Regions from separate parts of the Mus musculus genome. Here all the other regions are linked to region 1. Evidence: chromatin contacts called from public Hi-C and HiChIP or PLAC-seq data. All regions are on one chromosome and are shown on one strand. The core of a region is the stretch at or near the end of the contact, and the rest is flanking DNA. Distances in the headings are between cores, read along the strand shown.

The links. A called contact is a pair of places that touch in the nucleus more often than the background predicts. HiChIP or PLAC-seq counts read pairs in DNA pulled down with a chosen protein or histone mark.
Region 2: a contact with region 1 is called in an H3K4me3 HiChIP or PLAC-seq map of forebrain, with 8 times the contacts expected there. The contact joins the promoter of 4930452N14Rik here to the promoter of Cacna1e in region 1. A contact is called at or near these places in 6 of 39 promoter capture datasets (the 3T3-L1 cell line, the HPC-7 cell line, hippocampal neurons and 2 more), 2 of 15 datasets of contacts at CTCF or cohesin (large pre-B cells and stem cell-derived epiblast-like cells), 9 of 484 Hi-C or Micro-C datasets (the BV-2 cell line, bone marrow-derived macrophages, cerebral cortex and 4 more), 17 of 115 datasets of contacts at active chromatin or transcription factors (embryonic basal ganglia, embryonic fibroblasts, embryonic forebrain and 8 more) and 1 of 9 other capture datasets (adipose tissue).
Region 3: a Hi-C map of B cells shows a contact between it and region 1, with 34 read pairs. The contact joins the enhancer-like site here to the promoter of Cacna1e in region 1. A contact is called at or near these places in 2 of 39 promoter capture datasets (hippocampal neurons and stem cell-derived epiblast-like cells), 1 of 15 datasets of contacts at CTCF or cohesin (large pre-B cells), 8 of 484 Hi-C or Micro-C datasets (B cells, cerebellum, embryonic stem cells and 2 more), 6 of 115 datasets of contacts at active chromatin or transcription factors (astrocytes, embryonic stem cells, oligodendrocyte precursor cells and 1 more) and 1 of 9 other capture datasets (embryonic stem cells).

Annotation. Positions count from the first base shown.
Region 1 is chr1:154,724,227-154,727,392 of GRCm38.p6, forward strand. It overlaps Cacna1e (calcium channel, voltage-dependent, R type, alpha 1E subunit), which reads right to left and starts at 1,694. Exons shown (of 47, transcript NM_009782.3): 1 at 1,425-1,694. The coding sequence starts at 1,693.
Region 2 is chr1:154,255,208-154,258,373 of GRCm38.p6, forward strand. It overlaps 4930452N14Rik (RIKEN cDNA 4930452N14 gene), which reads right to left and starts at 1,699. Exons shown (of 4, transcript NR_040629.1): 1 at 1,396-1,699; 2 at 833-905. 4930532M18Rik (RIKEN cDNA 4930532M18 gene) reads left to right here and starts at 482. Exons shown (of 3, transcript NR_108050.1): 1 at 482-554.
Region 3 is chr1:155,004,754-155,007,919 of GRCm38.p6, forward strand. No RefSeq gene overlaps it. Among named protein-coding and RNA genes, the nearest start is that of Gm51650, 7.5 kb to the left of the region's middle. Within about 2 kb of position 1,543, at least 40 of the 459 cell types and tissues checked have an H3K27ac peak or open chromatin away from gene starts, as enhancers often do. A contact at or near this core is called in B cells and hippocampal neurons, where this site is marked.

The DNA of each region.
Region 1 (3,166 bases), core at 444-2,943:
GAAGCACCATGCACCAGCCAATCCCAAAGCAGCTGAGGCAGGGAACTGGAGGGGTGGGGGAGAGAAGGCCAAAAACTAGAGGTTGGGGGCTGCAGGGGATGTTCAGGCCCTGGGGGGAAGCAAGATGCCTTGCAAACTAATACTTGAACCCCATCCCCCCCCCACCCCAGCCTCAGCTTTCTCACTGCTGCACACCTGAGAGGAGGGTTGGGGGAGGGAGCATGGGGCAAAGAGGAGGAGTCTCTTTTGCAGGTGTATTCTTCCCAAGAACCATGTCTCCAGAGGCACCAAAGTCCCTGTCCCCAAGAGGACCCCCCACATCTAGCCTCAAAACATTGGCTTGCCTCCTGTAATCCCCTGAAACACCCTACCAACCTCAACTCCTAATGGCCTTGACAGGCATGCAAATTCTTAGTGCAGAGCAGGCAGGAAGCTGCCTGATCAGCAGCCTGCATTCAGTGCGCTTGGTAAAACCTGCAAAGATGTTTCTTCCATCCTAGCCTTTTACTCCCAAACCATCACCTCCATAGATGACCTACCCACTCCTTGTAAAGAGCAACACCCTTGGCTTTAGAGAGAAATTGTTTGCACACCTCTGACCCTCAGCTGATGGGTTCAGGCCCAGTAGATCTATGGTTCAGTATACTGGGAGAGCAGCCAGGTATGGCAAACATTAAGAAGCAAGAGTAACAACCCAGGACCAAGAAAGGAAGAACACACCTCCTTGCCTGAAGAAAGAACTCCAACTTTGAGCTCTTTGGGCTGGTGGTGACATGATCATCTCCCCTGACAGGCATTCACTTTCAGTAGAACTTAAAGTTGGTCTCCAGAGTTAGCTGAGTCCCTAGCCCAACGCCTTTTTCATAAGTACTCATTTGTCTTCTTGTATACATGGGTCTACTCTTTGGAGCTTCTCATCTGGCAAATCCCTCCCAGAACCTCAACTTCTCTGCTGGCAGACAGTGCAAGTGTCTTCCCAGCTGGTAGGAATGGGAGCAGAGGGACTGGCTTAAGTGGTGGAAAAGAGAGAACTGATTATGAAAGAATCCTTGAGATTTGAGGTAAGCCAAACCACATGGAGTGCAGCTTCTGAAAGGGTTAGGACTTTGGGGGTGGCCAAGAAACAGACAAAGCCCAGAAAGAGGCAGATGTCTCCACACCAGGCACCTAAGTACACTTAGAGATTTCCACATGGAAAATAATCCCCAAAACCAAAAGTCTTACCTTGAAAACCACTACTGCCCAAATAGGTCTCCGGGGCATCAGGCTTGCCCCGTGAATGCAACAAGGTAGGGTGCACTTGAGCAAAGGGGCAAATTTTGGCACCAGGAAGGGGTGGGGAATAGATTCCATGCTAGGTGCCCCCCCTCACCCGATGGAATGCAAAGGGGGAGAGGGAAGTCATGGTGGGTAAGAAAGGATATGGCCAATCGATGAGCTTCTTGGCGTATTTCCTGACAATGTTATCTTCTCCGAAGATGAACAGGGATCTGTTGACCGTGAAACAGTTCTGCCGGACTGGTATGGGGTTGTACAAAGCCATAGTCCGCGCCCTCTGCGCTTTTGACTGCTTGTAGGCGGCCGCCGGCCCCGAGGCCGGGACGGGGGTTCCTTGTCGGTTCCTGCTCTGGTCCGAGTCTCCATCGCCTGAGCCTGGCCTGCCAACGACCACCGCCTCCCCGAAGCGAGCCATCCTGAAGTTTAAACAGACAGAAGACACACAAAGGTGATCGCCGAACACCCGCACACAACAAGAGGCAGAAAAGACACAGGCAGGCTCAGAGCCTTATCCACACAGGCGCAGGGACCACCGCCTCTGGGGACCCCTGCAGGCTCTTCAGCCCTGCTCTGAACTGTTGAATCTAAAGGCAACCTCTGCGAAGCTCCATTCCTCAAGAAAAAAAAAGAAGAAGAAGAAGAAGAAGGGGGTAGGGCTTCTAGAGGGAATATTTTCCCCCAAAATGCCAGCGTGGGGTGGTGTTCAGGGACCGGAGAGGGGTGGAGAAGGTCGGTCCTCAAACATAGCTCCTCTTCTGGCACACGTACCACCTGGCTGAGAGAAAGGCAGGCACTGGTCCGCTAGGTAACAGTTTGCTGATTTATTGGTCGGGGTGAGGGGTAGAGAGGAAGAAGGAAATGAAAACAAAAGAACTTTGAAAAAAATGAAAAGAAAAAAAGACAAGGGCCAGCTACGGTGACATGCTTTAGAACGCCAGCCCCTGCAAGTCCATCTAAGAAATTCCACAGCCAAGACTTGGCTCTTTAAATCTGCCAGCGGAGATGCATCCAAAGGTTGGAGAGAGGGAGATGGAGGTGGGGGGGAGAGCGGTACTAAGGTTCCTGCGTAAACCGCATCGCCCGAAAAATGAAGATGAGAAGTCGAACCAGCCGGAGAGGGGCAAATGACTTCACAGCTCCTGCTTTTGGGGTAGAAGTTGAGCAGCAACCAGAGAGCAGCGAAGCCCAAGTGCCAGCATCCGCCCAGAGCGCTCGCCGCTGCCGCCGCCGCCGCCGCCTCCCAGGATCAGCATGCAACAGCGATCCGCGGCTGCGCCGGGAAGAGGGTGGGAGAGCGAGCGAGCGAGCGGGCGGGCGGTCGCAGTGAGGAACAGGTTGCAGTCAGCCTAGCTAGTGATGGCAGGGCATAGGACTTAATCCACATACCGAACTTCCTCACCAAAGACCAGCTCTTTCTCCTCCCGGCCTTCCTGGCTACAGAGAGCAGAGACGATGCTTAAGGGCAGGTTGAGGAGCACAGCGCAGCAGCGCAGCAAGGTGGCCAAGGATCCGAGAGAGACGCGGGGGCGGGGCTCTCAGAGTCCAGCGTGGTGAGGCTGGTTTGGCTTGTGAATTCGTTTGACTGAAGGCTACCTAGGCAAGGGTCCAAGGAAGAGTCGCGGTTCCCTCAGGAGATGGAAAAGAGAGGCCCACTGAAGCTGGTGATGCCTGCAGACTCTCTGCAACAGATCAAAGACCTGTCCAGGAACACTCTCTTTGGTCCTAGGAAGGGTACTCAGGGCTGTGCCTCTTTCCATACTCTGCATAGGGTTCTGCTCGCCACTGCTCTAGTGGAGAGTAGGGACTTGTGCACCCCACCCTAGGATCTTGTAGCCTCTGCTTTGGATCTCCTAGGTTCCACTACCATCAACAGGGATCCCCAGGGCAA
Region 2 (3,166 bases), core at 449-2,948, 470 kb before region 1:
GTGTGTAGAAAAAAAAAGCCATCTATTGAGGTAAGAGTTTTAGAAGGAAGGGCAAGAGTAAGAAAGGGCTGAAGAAGGTGGGGAAATGCCAAGTGTTTTCTGTAGGGAAATGGAAACAGTACCCAAAGGGAACCAGCGTCTGGAATGTGGGAGCACTCAGGGCTGGGATTAGGGCTAGGTCTTTCTCTAGCAATCAGTCATACAAATGAACAGAGAGGAAGGAAGGAAGGAAGGAAGGAAGGAAGGAAGGAAGGAAGGAAGGAAGGAAGGAAGGAAGGAAGGCAGGCAGGCAGGCAGGCAGGGAGGGAGGGAGGGAGGGAGGAAGGAAGGAAGGAAGGAAGGAAGGAAGGAAGGAAGGAAGGAAGGAAGGAAGGAAACAGGACATTGGTGTGTGTAAGGTCAGAAGCCTGCATGGTTGACTATAGAGCAAGACAAAAAGTACTCTCTAAAGACAACTGCTTATGACCTGGGCTACACTCCCATTGTGACAACGAGAAAGTGGCCACAGGGGAAGAACAAGGAAGATGGGAGGAGGGTGTTGATTGCCCAACTAAGTAAGAAAGGGCAGAGAGAGAGAGAGAGAGAGAGAGAGAGAGAGAAAGAGAGAGAGAGAGAGAGGAGTATGAAAGAGATAAGGTCCAAAAGGAGTTAAGACCGAGTATCTGCAGGGCTTACCTGGCACTCTGAAGCCCAAATCCCTAGGAGACCCCAATATCTTCTCATGGGCCCCAACAAAAGAAGCTGGCCCTACCTCATGGCTCCCCTCCCCTTTTATTCCCAAAGATCCCAGACTATCATAGGTTTAGTGGTTGAGGCAGCCCACCTAACTTACACTTTCCAAAAGTCAGATGAAAACAGCCATTGGGAATTCAGAAGTCCCTCCCAGGAGGGTGTGGCCCAGCTGCCTGCAGGGCAAGCTTTCAAATGGTTAGTTACTTTAGGAAAATGAAGTCATGTAATAACTATTCTCTCTCTCCCACTTCTCTTACTAACATCCCACTCTCTTTTTTAGGGAACAATGTTCTCTCCTGTCTGCTGCTATACATATGGAGACTGGGAGAGTGGGTATTTGATTTCCCTAGACTTGAAATTGAATCCATTTCCACTTTGACATTGTCTCTCTTTTACCTGTGCCTCCTTTCATCGTCCTTTGGTCTCATTGCTCAGTGGCCAACTTCTCCTCCCTCCCATCCCACATCTCTGTTTCATTATTTTGGATTTCCATTTACTGTTCTTCCCATCAAGAAGAGCATGGGAACACAGTCTTCCTTATTAGAGTGGACTGTTGCTTTGGAGGTCTTTAGCATGCAATGAGTGAGCTACCTGTCACCTCCGGAAACATCCCGGGTTTCTGCCAGCTCTTCCCCCCTGCTGCTCCTGCCCTCCAGATCATACCTCTAGTAGCTTGACATGATGGGGCCACTTTAAAACTGTGAGAATTGTCCCTATTCATAGGTCCAAAAGGAGACTCAGTGGGTGGTACCATTAGCTCTAAAGCTTGAAGCAGATTGCAATTGTCTTGCTCAGAAGAGAGAATCCCAAGTCAGAGCTTTTTTTTTTTTTTTTTTTTTTTCTTTTTGATAAAATATTCTGGACCAGATTTCAAGCTGCTCTGGCACCAAACAAGAATCTTCCTGTTCTTGATGCGATACGTTTCCCCACCGAAACGATTTCAGACTTGCCAATCACAGGCAGGAGCTCCTGACGCTTATTTGCAGGATCCGTGACAACCATTGTCTTACCCCATAATATCCCGCTTCCTTCTAGCCCTCCCCAGAACCGGAATAGAGCTCCTGCGGTTCAGTATGCAGGGGATCTGTTGCGAAAACAACAGACAGCTTCCTTTCAATATTTCATCATAGAGTCACATATTTTTGATACACGGTATTTCAAAGTCGACAACTGGGGACAGAAGATGAGCTCTTTGTGGGGCAGTGAGCCAGACGGAAGCAAGCACCAACCTTTGGAGCTCCCCCTTCGCATTATGGAGATGCCGTCAGCTCACTGGACCACCTGCTTTTCTATCAGGAAGATCAGTGTAGACCATGACTGGGAACAGTTGGAAGGCAGGGTCCTTGTTCTTCATGGCACCTGAAAGATGTAAGCTCTCTTGTGGCAGAACTGAGTTGAATCTGGAGTTGGCAGTAGCTCACAAGGTTGTTCATATAGACATCTAGTTCAGGGGCTCATTTTCAAACCTGAGCCCAGAGAGCATTAGGATCCAGTGGCATGTAGGTTAAAAGGTTATCAGGACAGAGATACAGATGCAAGCCTGTTTCATGAGCAATAGAGTTTGAAGAACGAGGTGATCGCCAGTGTTCTGTGGTTATTATTATTTTTAATTACAAAAAAACTATAGACCTTTAAATTTTTATTTTTCTTATTTAAAATACAAAATATTAGGTTTCCTTGTGGCATTTCCCAAAGAAAACAATGTTTGTTGTGTAGCCTTCTTCCTCCTCCTAGCCATTATCCCGCTGTACTCTTCCCACCCCTAGTACCTCTGTCTGTTTTCATATCACTAGTCCCTTTGTCTTACCATCTTCCTCAATGCCTCTTGTCCCCCCTCCCATGGTCTAGGTTCATAGCCTATGCCTACTCACACCTAGCCCCCCCACCCCCTGTTTACATACATACAAACACTGAAGGCTAGGATTTACATATTAAAGACTATGCCTTCCTGAGTCTGGATCACCTCACTTATAATAGTTTACAGATGTACCCATTTTTCTGGAAATTCCATAATCTCACTTTCCTTAGCATTTGAGTCTTTAAAATGCCACTGAGCCTTTTGGATGAACAAAGGAGACCAAGTTGAGTTGTTACCTCAATAGACCTCTGCGCATCACTCTGGGATGGGCAGATCCATTCCAGACCTCTCACATTTATACACGAGGAAATGGAAGTGTCAAGAGGAAGTGGCGTGCTCACTGACCTTTGACCTACTGGCCCTTCTGGATTGGAGCCCATCAGCCTTGCTGTGCACTCCTGAGGCTGCCACACAGCTGCTTGCATCCACACAGCCGCCTGCATCTACATAGCATAGCACAGAAACAATCAAATGAATAAGCCAATACCATGACTCTGATGTCAAACGCTTGTTTTCGGTGTGACATTTTGAAGATTGATAACCTGTGACTGCTAAGAATTATGCCGAAACTCTGAA
Region 3 (3,166 bases), core at 293-2,792, 280 kb after region 1:
AAGGAAGGAAGGAAGGAAGGAAGGAAGGAAGGAAGGAAGGAAGGAAGGAAGGAAGGAAGGAAGGAAGGAGAAAGAATAGAGACAGAGAAAAGGAGGGAGACCTGAGTAGACTTACATTAGAGAATATGCTCAAATGCAGAAGGTGTCAAGGGAGCAATCAGACCCCTGTTAGCAAGTCATAGCAGTAGCCCAGGTAAGAACTGGCAAAAAGAATCAGAGGTAACAGAAGAGGAGTGGGCACAGTCAATCAGCAAGAAGGGTGGTCTCAGCAAGACAAGCTAAGCACTGGAATGGACACAGTGTCCGGAGATGGAAAGGTGATAGATGCCTCACACAGACCCTTCCCAAAGGGCTGCTTGGAAGGAGAAAGCCTTGGGACTTGGAGCTGCATGATACTCCAGACCCACTCCCAGAGAAGGAGAATGAAGCCACATCCTCTGTGAGCAGATGGGGGGGGGGTGAGAGGGCTAGGGTGGTGGAAGGAGGTAAGGGCTTAGCCCCTGCAGTGATCAGACAACCTGAGGCAGCTCTCTCCCCTGCTCACTGGGAGGCCAGCCCCACACTTCAGACGTACACACCCCTCCCTACCCCCCTGCAGACAGAAGCAGCTAGAAGGAAGCCAGGAGACAAGGAAGCCACCACTGGTGGGCAGCAGCATGCAGTGCCAAGCTGGGGGTTGCTGGCAGCAGCTGAGGTGTCAGGGGACACAGGAGATTGGGGGGAGGGCACGGCTTATGCTATTGGAAGCACACAGGGAGGCAGCCTCAGAGCTAGGGTTGGCAGGACCATGGTGGATTTGATGTTCTGTCGGGAGAAAGCCAGAGAGACTCCTTTTCCCATGTGTAGGCATCACTTTTACATTTGGTGTGGCAACCTTGGCATGTCCTCTATTCTGCTCTAAAGACTTAGAACAAGTTGGGGAGGAGCCAAGGAGATCTTGATGCCCGTGTCTCAGCCCCTACCCCACCAGCCTCTAGTGATACAAACTTAAGTTCATAAGCCTGGGCAGCAGCACTTGGGTAGCCCAAGGAACACAACCACACCACTCCTTCTGAAAACCAGCCCAGGATACGACAGTCCACGACCACAGCATTTTGAAAAGATGAAATATGCCTCATCTCTGGAAGGATCCATGCAAGAATCAACAAGTTAACCCTCCATGGTTCAGAGAAAGCTCAGGAGGAGAGATGTATGGCTCACCCAGAGTCACAGAAGGAGCCCAAGAGCCCAGATGTAAACCCAAGGGAAGGGTCTCTGCACAGCTGTTATCATGCATAAGCAATCCCCACCACGTGATCTGCTCACATAGCTCTCAGTTTGATGTTGACATGTTTATTGAGCATATACTATGTGCCAGGCCCTGTGCCAGACACTAGAAATACAAAGATGGCCGTGGGATGTGTAGTCTCTGCTTTCACAGACTTTGTAGTTCACTGGGAAAGCTGACATGAAACCAGATCTTTAGAACAAGCAGAGCCATTTTAAGGGGTAGGTGAGATCAAGTTACTTCCTCTTACTTTCCGGGTACTTTCCGAGTAATGCCTTAGCCCATTTTGTAGGAAAGGAAATCGAGGTTGCGAGAATTAACCACTCATCTCCGTGGTCACATTAGCTAGAGAGACTCACGCTGTCTCCTCTGTATATCTCTGCTCACTGGTAGCTTGGAATTCACCAATACGTGGGTAACTAACGCCTAAAAACACCAGAACTCGGGTTCTGTTTAGCCTGGGTGCAAAGCCAAGTCAGAAACCAAGGGCCTCCCCAGAAAACCCTGCAGAACTTTGTATGGAATGAAGGCTCCTCTCTCTAAGGCTGCTCTCTTACATGAACACCATCTCTACTCCAGCTCTGGGCTGTAAGCCCCGGTAGCCATGGCCCCGGTAGCTTCCAGAACACACAGATTTGCTGAGGACTAGGTTAGCCACTTGGTCTGAAACAGCATTGTACACGCGGGACACAGCACCACCCAGTGGCAACATGAGGAACCGGCCGCAGAGGCCGGAGGCACCAGGCGCACCCTGGCGGCCTGTAGGAAAAGAAAACTCCAGGAACGAGTAAGCTTGGAAACCCCTGTACAGAGCCGTGTACAGGCTCTTTTTCTCTCTATGGGTTGGACACGCCTAACTCCAAAGTACCCTTCCCTAGAAGAATATCTTGCCTGGGTGTGTGGCTCCTTCTCCTATGATGTAGCCCTGGCTCTCTTACACCCATGGGGAAAAGCACCCAAGATTCATTGTGTATGGTGCAGTCAGTCTTGGGGTTCCATTCTGCAGTCGGGGAGGGGGGCTGCAGGAGGCGGGGTAGAGGAGAGAAAACTGAAAATCTGCTCAGCTTCCTTCCCAGCAGGGATGTAAGCCTCAAAGGGCTGGAGAACAAAACAATCATTATTCAAATTTTCTGCTTCATAATAACCTTAGCAACCATGTGGTTACAATTTTATGAATCTTAAATGTCCCCCGAAGGCATGAGTTGAAAACTTCATTGCCAGTGAGGGACAGGACCAGGAGGTGGTAAAAGTCCTTAGGAGGTGGGACCCAGCGGAAGGGAGTGAGGTCATGGGGGTTATACCTTGCAAGGCATGACAACAGTCATATCCAGTCATAATCTCCACCCCTCTCTTTCTCCCTCTCTCCTTCCCTCCCCCTTTCTCCAGATGCCATGAATTAAATAGTTTTGCTCAACCATACAACCATACTCCCCAACACACACACACACACACACACACACACACACACACCATGTTCTGCCTCCCTACAGGCCCAAAATGATGGCATCTAGTGACAGTAGACTTACACCTCAGAGACCATGAGCTTAAATAACCCCTTCCTTCTTATAAGTAGCTTGCTTCACATACGCAAAAAGAAGTGGAAAGCAGGGTAGCAAGCCCGTGGGGTCCAAGCGAGTACCAGTGCATTTAGAGAGCATCATCCCCAGGCCCTGACTATGACACATTCCTCACACAACATCGTTCATTTGTTATTGCCCACCCACCCACTGAGATCCAAATACTCAAAGTTCCAAAGAGAAAATTTTAATTTTCTTAATTTTAATATATAAAATGTACAAGAGAGCCATTTTTTTTCTGAGACAGGGTCTCTGTGTAGCCCTGACTGTCCTGGAATTCCCTCTGTAGACCAGGCTAGCCTTGAACTCAGAGGTCTGCCTG